2 separate regions of the Capsicum annuum genome follow, and region 1 is linked to region 2. Evidence: chromatin contacts called from public Hi-C data. All regions are on one chromosome and are shown on one strand. The core of a region is the stretch at or near the end of the contact, and the rest is flanking DNA. Distances in the headings are between cores, read along the strand shown.

The links. A called contact is a pair of places that touch in the nucleus more often than the background predicts.
Region 1: a Hi-C map of leaf shows a contact between it and region 2, with 2.7 times the contacts expected there. The contact joins the enhancer-like site here to the promoter of LOC107878107 in region 2. A contact is called at or near these places in 3 of 5 Hi-C or Micro-C datasets (leaf and placenta).

Annotation. Positions count from the first base shown.
Region 1 is chr1:84,494,158-84,500,483 of UCD10Xv1.1, forward strand. No RefSeq gene overlaps it. Among protein-coding and RNA genes, the nearest start is that of LOC124897801, 51 kb to the left of the region's middle. Within about 2 kb of position 4,689, at least 5 of the 5 cell types and tissues checked have an H3K27ac peak or open chromatin away from gene starts, as enhancers often do. A contact at or near this core is called in leaf, where this site is marked.
Region 2 is chr1:84,358,142-84,364,720 of UCD10Xv1.1, forward strand. LOC107878107 (TATA-box-binding protein) reads right to left here and starts at 1,332. Exons shown (of 10, transcript XM_047396957.1): 1 at 1,095-1,332; 2 at 309-404. The coding sequence starts at 385.

The DNA of each region.
Region 1 (6,326 bases), core at 3,439-5,938, 140 kb after region 2:
AAATTTTGATCAATTATATGAAATATGTGTTTATGTGTGATTTGATCATTTTATCCCTCCCCCCGTAGTTGTGTTGTGGTGTTTCTGGGGTGTGGAGATGATTGACACGGTTCTTGATGTATTTTGGGATGTTTTATGTGATATTGTGGTTTTTGGTGGCTTCGAGAGCTGTTGACTTCAGTCAACTTCTTTTGATCTATGCATCAGATGATGAAACAGATTATGCCAGCAGATCCGGAACACCGATTTTATGTTGGTAACATCGTTGATGTGGTTTTATAACTTTTAAATCTCATTTCGATCCTTGATTAGGAAAGATGTGATTTTGGTTTTTCGGAAGTCAACTTTCTAAAAAATGATGGATTTTTGAAATTATGATATCGTTATTAAGTCCGGAGAATCGAATTTAATACAGTAGCATATTCTTTTACATTCATAGGATTTCGAATGAATCCCAAGGGCCCGTGGAAACTTGAAATGCACCAAGTCCCTAGCTAGTGCACCTGCGATCGTGAAGCTAGAGTCGCGATTGCGATAAAGAATGTAGGTCAAGTGTCGCGATCACGACACCTTTTCTGTGATTGTGATACCCCTGACATCCAGATACCACGATCACGACACCTGGTGCGCGATCACAATGCCTAGGTATATAAATACCCATGTTTCGCTATTTTTCACCAGTTTTTAGACTTGGAGCTTAAAGTTTTGTGTTTTTTAACAACTTTCTCCTCTTTTAAGCTTGGGTAAGCTCCATTACACCTATTTTAATTATTTTTTTCAATCTTTATCATCTATTTCTTATTTTAAACTTGAATTAAAGTATGAAATTTTGAAATTTTAACCTGTATGACCTAAAAATGGTATTTCTCCAATTTAAGCCCCTATTTCTACCCGTTTTCACTTGGGTGAGTTTCTATTCCTATAATTATCATTTTTCCTCAATTTCATCTTCAAAACAATTTCAATTCTCGATTTTTAAATGGATTTCGAAAAATTTTACCCAGTAAAGCTTGGAAATATTTTTTCTTCAATTTGGACCTCATTTTTAACTTCTTTTTGCTTGGATTTTTAGTTGTAGACTCCCAAAAATATGAAATACATATTTTTGGAATAAATTTATAATTTTTTCCTTCTTTTTTAAAAATCTAGTTCGAGGGTCCGTTTTGATCCCGACTTGAAACTAGGCAATATGGGTATTGTTGGCTTTCTTTTGACGCATAGATTCAATATTTCTATGTTTTAGTTGATTTTGGGACCATTCATTAGGAGTGAGGCTTTGGGATTTAAGGCTTTTGTTCTAGTTTTCGACTTACAAAGTAGGCTATGGCTTTAACTTTTTTCAAACCAAGCTCGATAGTTAATTTGATACAAAAGGTTAAGAGTATGAAAACTAATTATAAAAAATGGCTATCTTATTGTGTTGTGCCTGTGTGGGGGCTTATATGTGATGTATTTGATAGTTTTGGGATGCTATGTTCTATGTGTGACCGTGTGGGATCCTATGTGATGTTGATAGCCTATATGCATGAAAAATAATCATATGTTGTTTGATGAAAAGCCTATTGTGGTATCAATTGTATATTGTGATGTGTTCATACTCTATTGACATATAAATTAATTTGGTATTCATGGATGGTTGAAAATATTGAATGGATATTAGGCTTACTTGGTAGGTCTATTAGTTAGATAAGTGTAGTTGTTTGTGAGCATGTAGCTTCATGAAACATTGGTTCTTTTTTACAAAAATTTTAGCTTTTTAAGAGTCGCCACTTAATTTTGAAAAAGAATTAAAAAACCTTTATAAATTTACTTTAACCAATCCAAAATAAGCAAATCAGTTAAACTCGAAGATTCAGAGTAAGCAGTTTCTATTAACGTTTTAGAAAGATTATTAAAGCACCTAAAATGTCTGCTAACTTGCGATTATCCGAACTGTTTGAAAACATCTTTTGACTAACTACAAAAAGATTTATTTGTTGAAAAATGATCGATTTTTTTAGAAAAAACTTGTGCAAAATAGATTTAAACGACTTAGTAGGGATTTTAACTAAGTCTAAACAAAACTAATAATCAAATAAACACATAAAAGGGGAAAGAGAGGAGAAAGTAAAAGATTTAAGACCATTGGGCCCAAAACAATGAAACCTGTCCTAGTTTAATTGAGCTTTCGACCCATTTCACCTGTCCTAGTCTAGTTTTAGAGCCTTTTCGACCCAAAATTTGTTCCACCTGTATTAAATTGACAACTTTGGCTTTGAGGCCTAAATGAATGAAAAAAAAAAATAAGACGACAAATAAATGAATACATGAGACAACAATAAATAACTAAATAGGCAAGTAAATGAGACTTTTAAGTCTCTTAGCAGCTTCAAATATGAGACTTTAGTTCATTTTCTTCCTTCGACTCCTTGCATCCATATGCCTTGGAACTCGCTTTAGACTTTCTTTTGGGGCCTGACTCGAAAGATAGGCCTTATTGGCCTATATACAAAAGGCAAAGAGTCCGATGGGACTCCGAAGTGGGTTCATGCAAAGAAAAGAAAACAAGAAGAAAGAATTAATATATCATCCACAAATCACCCAGAAAGTTTCCTAATACTGAGAGAGATACTCATACGCTGATTCATAAAGATATGTCCAGGTCATCCAAAGAAAGTAAATGGAAGATTGTCAGCAAAACAAAGCCTACACAATTACATTTTTTTGGGGAGCTTAGAGAGAGTGAGGTGAAATAAAAGCGTGAATTGGACATTTAAGAGATTCAACAAATAGGCAAAAGAAAGAACAATTAACACATGCTAATTCAGCAAACCAGAAAACCAACCATTGTAAGAAAATCCTCATGTCTAATGTTCGACAAAATTCAACTAGGTGCAATCAGATTCAGCTTTTACAGATTGGAGAAAAGAAAGGGAAGAAGAAATAATCTAAGGTAACAGACTACTAATCAAGTATTATGAACCAAAGAATGATTTAGGAAAACAATTTCAATCCTTTCACAAGATGAACCCAATACAAACTGGAATTTTTGTAGTGGTAACAAAAAGAATGCAATGAATGAAAGGACCACGACATATAGCATCTGAGTTGACACAACATGTGAATTAACGATCCTAAACTACACAATTAATATCAAACTAGTGCGTTAAGAATGCAACAACTAGAACTTGAAACATTAAGACAAAAATTGTGAGTTATATTTTTTGAACCTATTAAGAAATTGAATCAGAAATCAGGAGCCAGTGAATGTCAATAAGGAAGAAATAAAACAACCAAGGCGTTCGGATAGTCAGGGAAAAAAGAGAGAAAAATAAGGAAAGAATCCACTTACATAAAACAATTAAAAACTGAAACTTTGAAGCCATAAGAGATATAAAAGAACATTATTCTTCTTCTTTTTCCTATGGCTATTAGACTACATTAAACATATTCGTGCTAGTGCATCAAGACTAGCATTACGATGCCAAGAAAAACAATAACCCATCAGTTGTGATTTCCATCAAAGCAAAGACCTATATAATGTATCCTTCATCCCTTCTTTGACATTTCTTGCCAATAGGAATTTGAGGAACATCTTTACATGCTCACGACAACTCGAAGACAAGCATAAAACAAGGTAAGGAAATAGGCGAAACAGTAGCAACATCGAACTAAGGCAACAAAGAGGACTTAAATAAAGAAGGCTCAGCTAAATATTAGCAAAAATAGACCACAATTTTCAAGAGATTGTAATGACTTTGAAAGAAAAACTAGAATTCAAATTGTGATACCAACGCATTGAGCTCACAGCTGCATCGAAGAGCAACAGATCGGAAGAACACTATGTTTCGGACAATTTAAACAAAGTCAATATAAGAACAGTAGTTTAAACCCCACGACGAGATGTATCGAATCATACGAAAAAGCACAACATGTTCACAATATATACTAACGGAAAATTTAACAACTGACCAGTAAGATTAACACGAGATTATGATTCCAAAACAGTAAAATAAAAAATATATGGAATCAACAATAGGGCGAACATCATTAAACCAATTAAAACGACACAACAATAGTCACCACAAACAAATCCTATGGCCATCAACGACGTCTACGGCAAGCAAACCTAATGCTATCACGATTACAACTAAGCAGTTAACTGATTCTATGGTTAAAAAGGAAGAAGAAGAAAATGATGAAATTAAAAGGGACGAGAGTATGTTTACCCCTTTCGGGGTAGCCAAACGCAACAATGAGCTTCGTCGGAATTGTGAACACCACGGAAAAAGATCTTAAAAACGATTAGCCTACTGCCTTCAAGAATTCGTGCTGAAAACAAAATATATTTCTTCTCTCTCTTCTTTTTTTCACTTAAAAGAAAAGCCCCTTCTCCTTTTACTATTTTTTCTTATGTTTTTGCTTCCAAAATCCTTTGTCTCTTCTCTTTTTTGGACCTAAAAGAGATTTTTTTCCCATCTAAAAATTGGTCCACGTTGAGTCATTTATAGAAAGGCGTATATGGGGTAAATTAGGGATTTCTAAAAATAGAAAATTGGAAATTGGAAATCTCCCCCCGCTTCGGTTTTCATCCCTAAATTTTTGTACTAATTTTTGGATTTTCTTCGGATAAATCTGGATGGATGGACTAATAGAATTTTTCGCAAAATGAATTCCCTCAAGAACTAATAGGAATTCACCAAATATGTACGGAATCGTACCATCGTGCCTGAGATTTGTGGAATTACCCGTTGGGGAACGACACCTAGGTTTGTTCTAGAACTTTCTCGAGCCCTCCTCATACGTACCCATGTGAGATGCACGTGGAGAAGGGTTGGGTCGGTTGGGTCTTCGACGGGTTGAAGATGGTTATCGGGTATGGGATTTTGCTGTTTTTGTCGTGGCTGGTGGATATTGTACGCATCACTATTGTTGTTTAGAGCTGATTCTAATTCAGGTCGGGTTGATTCGCGGATCATCGGGTTTTGGGTTTTTCTGCTAATATTGTTGGTCGGTGTTGAGATCATTATTTGGTGTGGTGTTTTGTTGTTGCTGATAAGGGAGAGACTAAAGTTGTGGGCCGGGTCGGATTTTTGGTTTGGGCTAGGGCGGACTATTGTTATGGGCTGGTGGGTTTAGTGGTTTTATGGCTGAGTGGAGAAAATTTTTTGGACTGCTTTTGTGGCCCAAAAATGGAGAAGGTTAAAAGGATTTTGGGATTATTTTAAATGTAATCCCAAATTAAGATTTAGGATTTAGCCCAAATTCAATTAATATTTTGACCAAATTAAAAATTAAATTGGTCAATTTGCACTGCAATCGTGGCCAATTTGATTTTCATTATGATTAAATTTAATAAATTGGCTAAATTAAATTGAAATTTGATACTAATTAAATCCTTATTTCAATTCCGAGCTTCTTAATTTAATAAAATCAAACACATATTCATACAAATAAATTATTTTTGAGAGAAAATTATATTCAAATAAAGATTTTAATTATTTGAATTTATTTTCAAGATAAGCCTTTGATTAAAATCTGATATTTTGTAAAATAAATATTTAAGTAACAAAATTATAAAATTTCGTATAATTGAACACAATAATATATAATCGCTACTTAAAATGATAAAATTACGTATAAAATTATTTTGAAAAGTTTTTATTAAGATCAAATAAATATTTTGATTTTATTAAAAACTTTGGCTTTTTCTGATAGAAAAATGTGATATCTTATAAAAACTTTCTCCGAGGGATGTGCCGTGGAGAAGATATGGATATGAATCCATGGGTCCTATGTATTGTAGCTTTATCTCCTTAGGTGTATACGGAGGCTGTGCGACAGTCTCAGAGGTTGTGTGATGACCTCATGCATTACATCCTCCTCCTCCTCATCATCATCATTCTCATTATTTTTTTTACTTTATTATGCTTGTGATGTGATTGTATTTCTGTCTTGACTTGTTACCTATCCATTTGTTATATCTTTCTTTACTTGTACTTGATGTTCTTGTATATGTTGTCCTTCTGTTATTTACTTTTATGTCATATGATGTATACTTGTGGTCCTTTTTTGTGTATGTTTCAATATATGTAAGTATTATAGAACTATTTTGTGTGACGTTTTCTAATTGCAGATGCATGCCCCTGGTGTTTATTTTGTATGCTTTATTATCTACTTTTCACAGTTGGCCTATGATACCTACTGAGTATAAGTGAACCGTACTCACTTCTTCTATATTCTTTTGGTGCAGATTCTAGTTCGGGTATGCCCCACATTGGTTGATTCGGGTAATATTTGGAGCTTTACGAGGTAGCGATGGATTTCATACATTCAGACTCTACTAC
Region 2 (6,579 bases), core at 82-2,581:
CTACTCCCTCCATTTCAATTCAATTGATAATATTTATTTTCCTAAACAACAATTTGAAAATTTTTTTGATAACCATGGTGCCAGGCAAGCTTTCACGCAGCTCAACTAAATCCACGGGATATCTATCACCTCCCACTAGCAACAGATACAAGGTGTTACATTATTACATTTCATTTTGAAAGAAATCAAATAAGATACTAAGTTTTCGAGACAGGAGTTAACAACCAACGGCTTGTAAACAATTCATAGACCCTATTACTGGCCTATATATGTAATAAAGTTGGTAGAAGTGATAAGAATAAACGTACTGGAGAGTAGGAACTATTCCAGAAGGGTGCTTGGAAAGATCCACTGGCTGGCTCCCCTCTAATGCCTGATCCGCCATTCCTCTTTTCACCTAGTCCCTACCGTACACGAAACACTACAACAAGGAATTAAAGTAGCAGATACAATCAATATTCTGGTTGATAAACAATACAACAACTGCACATCAACCCCAAACTAGTTGGCTATGTTATATAAATCCTCATTGTCAATGTAGCTCTATTTTGAGTTGGGCATACTATATAAATCCTCACTGTCAATGTAGCTCAATTTAGACAATATTGGGTTCCCCAATACTAAAAGCTATCTACATTTTCTACAGAGTCAATATCTCTTCATCAATTATGAAAATAGTTATTCCTCCAAACCATAGAAGGCCGGGGATCCAATCTCAACAAACGTATAAAAAAAATCTATTTGATTTATTTTTTCTGTCAAAATCTTGGTAGACAAAGTTAATACGTGAGAATGCCAGTGAAATGGACAGTAATAATTCCTTGCCTAGATAAAGGGAAAACATGAATATCAACTATGCCCCTTCCCCTACCCAATTTTTTGATTTGTCTTATCAATAGTTAATCCCCAAGACTGCTCTTGCTAAAGCAAAATCAGATTTTTATAACATATCTAATAGAAGACGGAAAACTAAACTGGAGTATAATGTATCACAAATTCGCTCCGATTGAACTCTTAAAGGAATTGTTACAATTACAATGGAAATTTTATTGAAACAACATTAGCTGATGATGAAAAATGGGTCAGATCCAGACCTTTGAAAGCAAAATGTAAAACTAGGGTTTGCTTTAAAAACTGTGCTGAATTGGAGCTGAGAAAGGGTGATTGCTTGAAGGTGGTGGGGTAATTAGTAGCGGTATAGAATTTGAAAGAAGAATCTTTTATATGAAAGGGAGAAGAAGATCTTTATTGAGCGACAAGGGTGGGTTATTATATAGAGGGAAGAGGGAGGACTTTGAGAGGGAACGATCTCAAGAGCTGATCGAGGCGTGTGGAATTGAGTATTTGTGTTATAGATGGTGCTTTAATTTACTTAATTACCCTCAGCTCAGCAAAACAGATGTTCTATGTTTTGATGGGCAGAATGGTAATACAGTTTTGTCATGTGAATGGCATTCGAGTCCGTGTGCATTGCCCTTACAAAAATGCCGAGAAACATTTTTATAAAATAATTTTAAAAAAAATGCTTTTCAAAAATAAAATTATGTTTGATAAATACTTATGAAAAGTATTTTTAATAAATAAATTCTGTTTGGATAATTTTTTTCAAAATAACCAAAAAGGACATGTAACTTTTACTACTAAAATTAATTTATTATTAATAATAAAAAATAAAAAGTTATATATTCTCCTGTCATAATCATCAATGATATTTTAAAATTTATTTAAAGAAAATAAGTGAAAAATAAAATAATAATAATATATAAATCATAAAATAAAATAAAGAATTATAACGTAAATATGACATATAAAATTTTAAAATCAAACTTATAAGATATGTTAATTAATTTTTTTTTGTTTAAATATGTTAATTAATTAATAAGGGGTATATACACACACACACTTCATATTATTATTATTACTAGTTTAACCGCACGTGTCTTGCACGTGTAACGTTTATTTCTTTAAAATTAAATGATTTTGTCTATTGCGGAAACTTTTAATAAAATGTGAAAGTTCAAATCACTTTTCAAAAATCTTTCACACTTTCATATAATAATGTAAGCATAAACATATACACATATATGTTTTACCATCAGATTTTTCAATTGGTTGATGAATCATTACTTTTGTGTTTGTCATATAGTACCCCTTTCTCTTATTACCACAAGCTGAGAGAGAGACACATTGATTTTAATCATATTTGTGTTACGTTTATATACATACATACAAATATATATATATATATATATATATATATATATATATATATATATATATATATTTAGAATTTTTCCTTATTTTTAAAGTTAAATCTTTACAAAATCATTGATTGCATTCTTATTATGTACTTAAAACTTTTTTAAAATGTGGTCTTTCTTAAATTTTTCTTATTCTAATAGTTTTATATTTATTTCTAGATTTTCTAAACCTTTTTAAAATCAAATTTAGTTGATTTAGAATTTATAAATTAATAGAAAAAGTATTAGTTGTTATTAATTTTGATACTTCGAATAAGGAAAGATTTTACCATAAATAGGTTTAATAATTTCCAACTCTTAAATTAGGAAAAAAATATTAAAATTCAGATGACTTCTAATAAGGAAAGGTTTTACCATAAATATATTTAATTAATTTTTAACTCATAAATAATAGAGCCGGGGGTCTATCGGAAACAGCTTCTCTACTCCTTTGGGGGTAGTGGTATGGACTACATACATTTTACCCTCCCCAGACCCCACTATGTGGGAATATACTGGGTTTGTTGTTGTTGTTAACTCATAAATAATAGAAAAAAATAGTGAAAAGACGATTTTGTCTAAAGCAAAAACTTTTAATGAAGAGCAAAAAGTTCAAACAACATTTCTAAGACCCTTCACACTTTTAATATATTATAGATATAGATATATATAATGTGTGTGTGAGAGAGAGAGTGTTTGTGTGAGTGGTAAGGAAATTTGTCATGAAAAAACATATTTTCTGCTGCTGCTTTAAAAAAAAAATCTGCTTCTTCCCAAAAGTAGAAAAACTATCTTCCCAAAAGTAGAAAAACTATTTCTACTTCTTTTTAAAATCACTTTTACAAGTTTACCAAACATCTTCTTTTCAAAAAAAATGCGTGAGGTGGTGATAGGGATAATTTTTGTCATGAAATTTTTTTTTCTGCTTCTGTTTTTTTTAAAAGCAGAAATTTTCTGTTTTTTCTTCTTTTTAAAAGCACTTTGACAAGTTTACCAAACATCCTTTTACAAAAAGTGTTTTTTCCTCAAAATAAGCGCTTTTGTGGGAAAATAAGCTATCCCAAACAGACACTAGATCAAGAACACGTGCTCTGAAGGAAAGGAGGAATTATTTCGGTCGTATTATTTGATGATTTTAAATTGAAATAGTATATGTACCCACGTGATGCGTGAATAATATTTCTGCATTTTATGATTTAATATTTCTGCGAACATGTTAAATTATATTATCTTAAAGAAAAATTCAACTATCATATTATTTCTCAATGAAATGCCAAAAAAAAAAACTACTACCCCTCAGCCACATTCCACCCCTACCCCTAACCCCACCTCTATCTCTATCACCTCCACCCCTCAAGTTTTAAATAAAATAAATTTTACCCTACCCCCACCAAATCCCCTCACCTCTAACCAAATATATATACAAAAAAAAAATAATCATATAATTATAAAAAATACTTTTAGATTTTATATTTTTTAAATTTTACTATCCACAATTTAAAGATATTAGATTGTTAATATCCATCTCTCTCCTCTAATCAAATCTATATGAGTAAAAATAATTATTTAATTGTAAAAAACTTTTTATGTTTCATATTTTTATAATTCTAAATCAGAATAAATCAATTAAAATATCTTCCCCCTCCCCCCCCCCCCAAAAAAAAAATAAAAAAATAAATAAATAAAAACCCTTATTAATATTTTCTAATTTCTAATAGTTTCAAATTTAAGTATTTCTAATCTTTTAAATTCAAATTCAAATACTATAATATTAATTTGGTAAAAAAAAAAAATCCTAATCCTTACTTTTTTCATATTTATCTTATAATCTATACATTCGAACTTAAATTGGAATAAATATTTAAAATGAAATTATTATTATTATTATTATAATAATAATAATAATAATAATAATAATAATGCTACTGTTACAACAATTACTACAATTCTAGAATGACTTTGAATATAATTATTTTTATGTTATATTTCATAAGCAAATGAATTTTCTTCTCCTAAATTTCAAAGTATAAAATATTGAATTTGAATTTAAGTTTATTTTAACGTTCATTTGATTTGTTGCTTATTGAGATTTTAGTTATGTGACATAAAAAATATAAACGACATATAAAATTAGTAAAAAAAATATACATACTTTGCTAGTTATTCAAAAAAAAAAAAAAAACTGATGAGCATCATGACTTAATCTTCTTATCTCTATGACCAAAAAAGGATGCTAAAATATAATTCTCAAAGATATTTTTTTAGTTTTAAATACTACTATCACGGTAGTATTCTGAATAAAAAAAATAAGTAAGGACATAAATATAATTTTATTAGTACTAAACATGAGAGTAAAAATTTCTATTATTGCTACGTTGAATGTATACAATAAAATATTATTAAGTTATATAAACAAATATTAATCAATATCTTTGCATATAACGATAATTCTCTCAAGATAAATAAAAATTTAAATTTGAAAATGATTATCAATAAAAGAAGAAGAAGAAAGTTGACACTGGTATATGTGTCACTCGAGAGGTATTATATATAAGGGAGAATCTCAAATTTTAGTAGTCCTCACAAGGGCATTTTAGGTATTTCACTTCTTTGACTAGGTGACTTAAAAGAATACACATGACAATTGATGGTGTTCTTTTTCTAAATATTTTTATTTTTGTCGTTATTCTTTTTGTTAAGGTCATTCCCACTTGGGTGTTTGTAATTGGTCTCTTCTTATCACTTAATAAATTATTTTTTTATTAAAACGCCCTTTATTTTAAATTAATAATTAATAATTACTTTTGCTCAAAAAAATTATCCAAAAATAACTTTCATATAAAATCAAAGTTAGTAATAATTTTCAACTACACCCTTATAGTAAATATTGTTCAATTCTTTAAAAATATATAATAAATAGGATAATTTAATCAATAATAAATAGTACATTGCCTTTCTTATTATTTTGTTGCGGACATAAAAAAAGATAAATCAATAATTAAAATAGGATCAATAGAATTATTTTTTAAAGGGCACGTAAATAATAAACACGACAAGTAAATGGACCAAATGGAATAATATATTAATTTAGTTTAATTATTATTTAATATTCTTATAGATCACTATTAAGTTAGTTTATGTAAATCTTCTAAATTAAGGTTGTAACCATTTTTTTATATACTTGAAGTCGTTGAAATATTTTGTTGTCTTAGATTGGAAAAATTAAATTTTGCAAACTCTTATCACATGAAATTATAGGTGAAAATAAAATAATAAATACAACAACAACAAACAATAACAACAAACCCACTATATTCCCACATAGTGGGGTTTGAGGAGGGTAGAGTGTACGCAGTCCATACCACTACCTCAAAAGAGGTAGAGAGGCTATTTTCGATAGACCCCCAACTCAAGATAAGAGGCAGTATACAGAAGCAAAATAAAAATAAAATAATAAATATCAAAATAAATTTATTTCTAACTATAACTGAGAAATTACATACCCACAAACTCATTAAAATATCAATATTTTCTATTTTTGATCTCCATTGAATTGCCATTATTAAAATATTAGCATGTTATTTTATAAAATATTGTTTTGATATATTCTAATTCTCCGATAATACTTTCTTCTGCGCGAATAAAAATTTATTTAAAATTATTCAATTATGTGCTTAAGAACTTTAATTGTCACACCCCCCCTTTTTTTTTTTTTACCAAAAAAGAATATATTTTAGGTTCGAAAATGGTTTTATTATTGAGTGACAAAAGAAAACAATTGTTTCGAAAAGGATTCATTTCACAATAAAATTCAGAGTCGCCACATGACATAAATCTGGTGTGTCAAGTCATCTTTAGAAATTCTTTTTCAAAATATTTTTTTGACTCTTTAAAATTGATTTTATTACAGAGATTCCAGTTAAGGAATTCTTTTGACCGAGGGGACCACGATCGCTTCATAGAGTATATCGGCTAGCACGATACTATGAATGTATAAATCGCATAAAACACGTAAAAATAATCAATCAAACAAATAAAACAAAATAAGTCCAAAAATATAGTGTCCAGTCCAATTTATTACAAACCGAGAATAAAAATAATGCTGAAATTAAAACCTAAACTATTCTAACTATCCTAGCTATGCTTTACCTGATGCCTCGGGCCTTGATTATGAGCCTCCTTTGCGTACATGATACTTCGGGGCATTCCTCGGCGAATAAGTTGACACTGTCTCGGGGCATTCTCCGGTAAATGAATACAATTTCAGTTTCGTGCGATAAAATAGAATTCATTCAACAAACATTCAAATATTCAACAATCCACAAGTTCTAAATTTGCC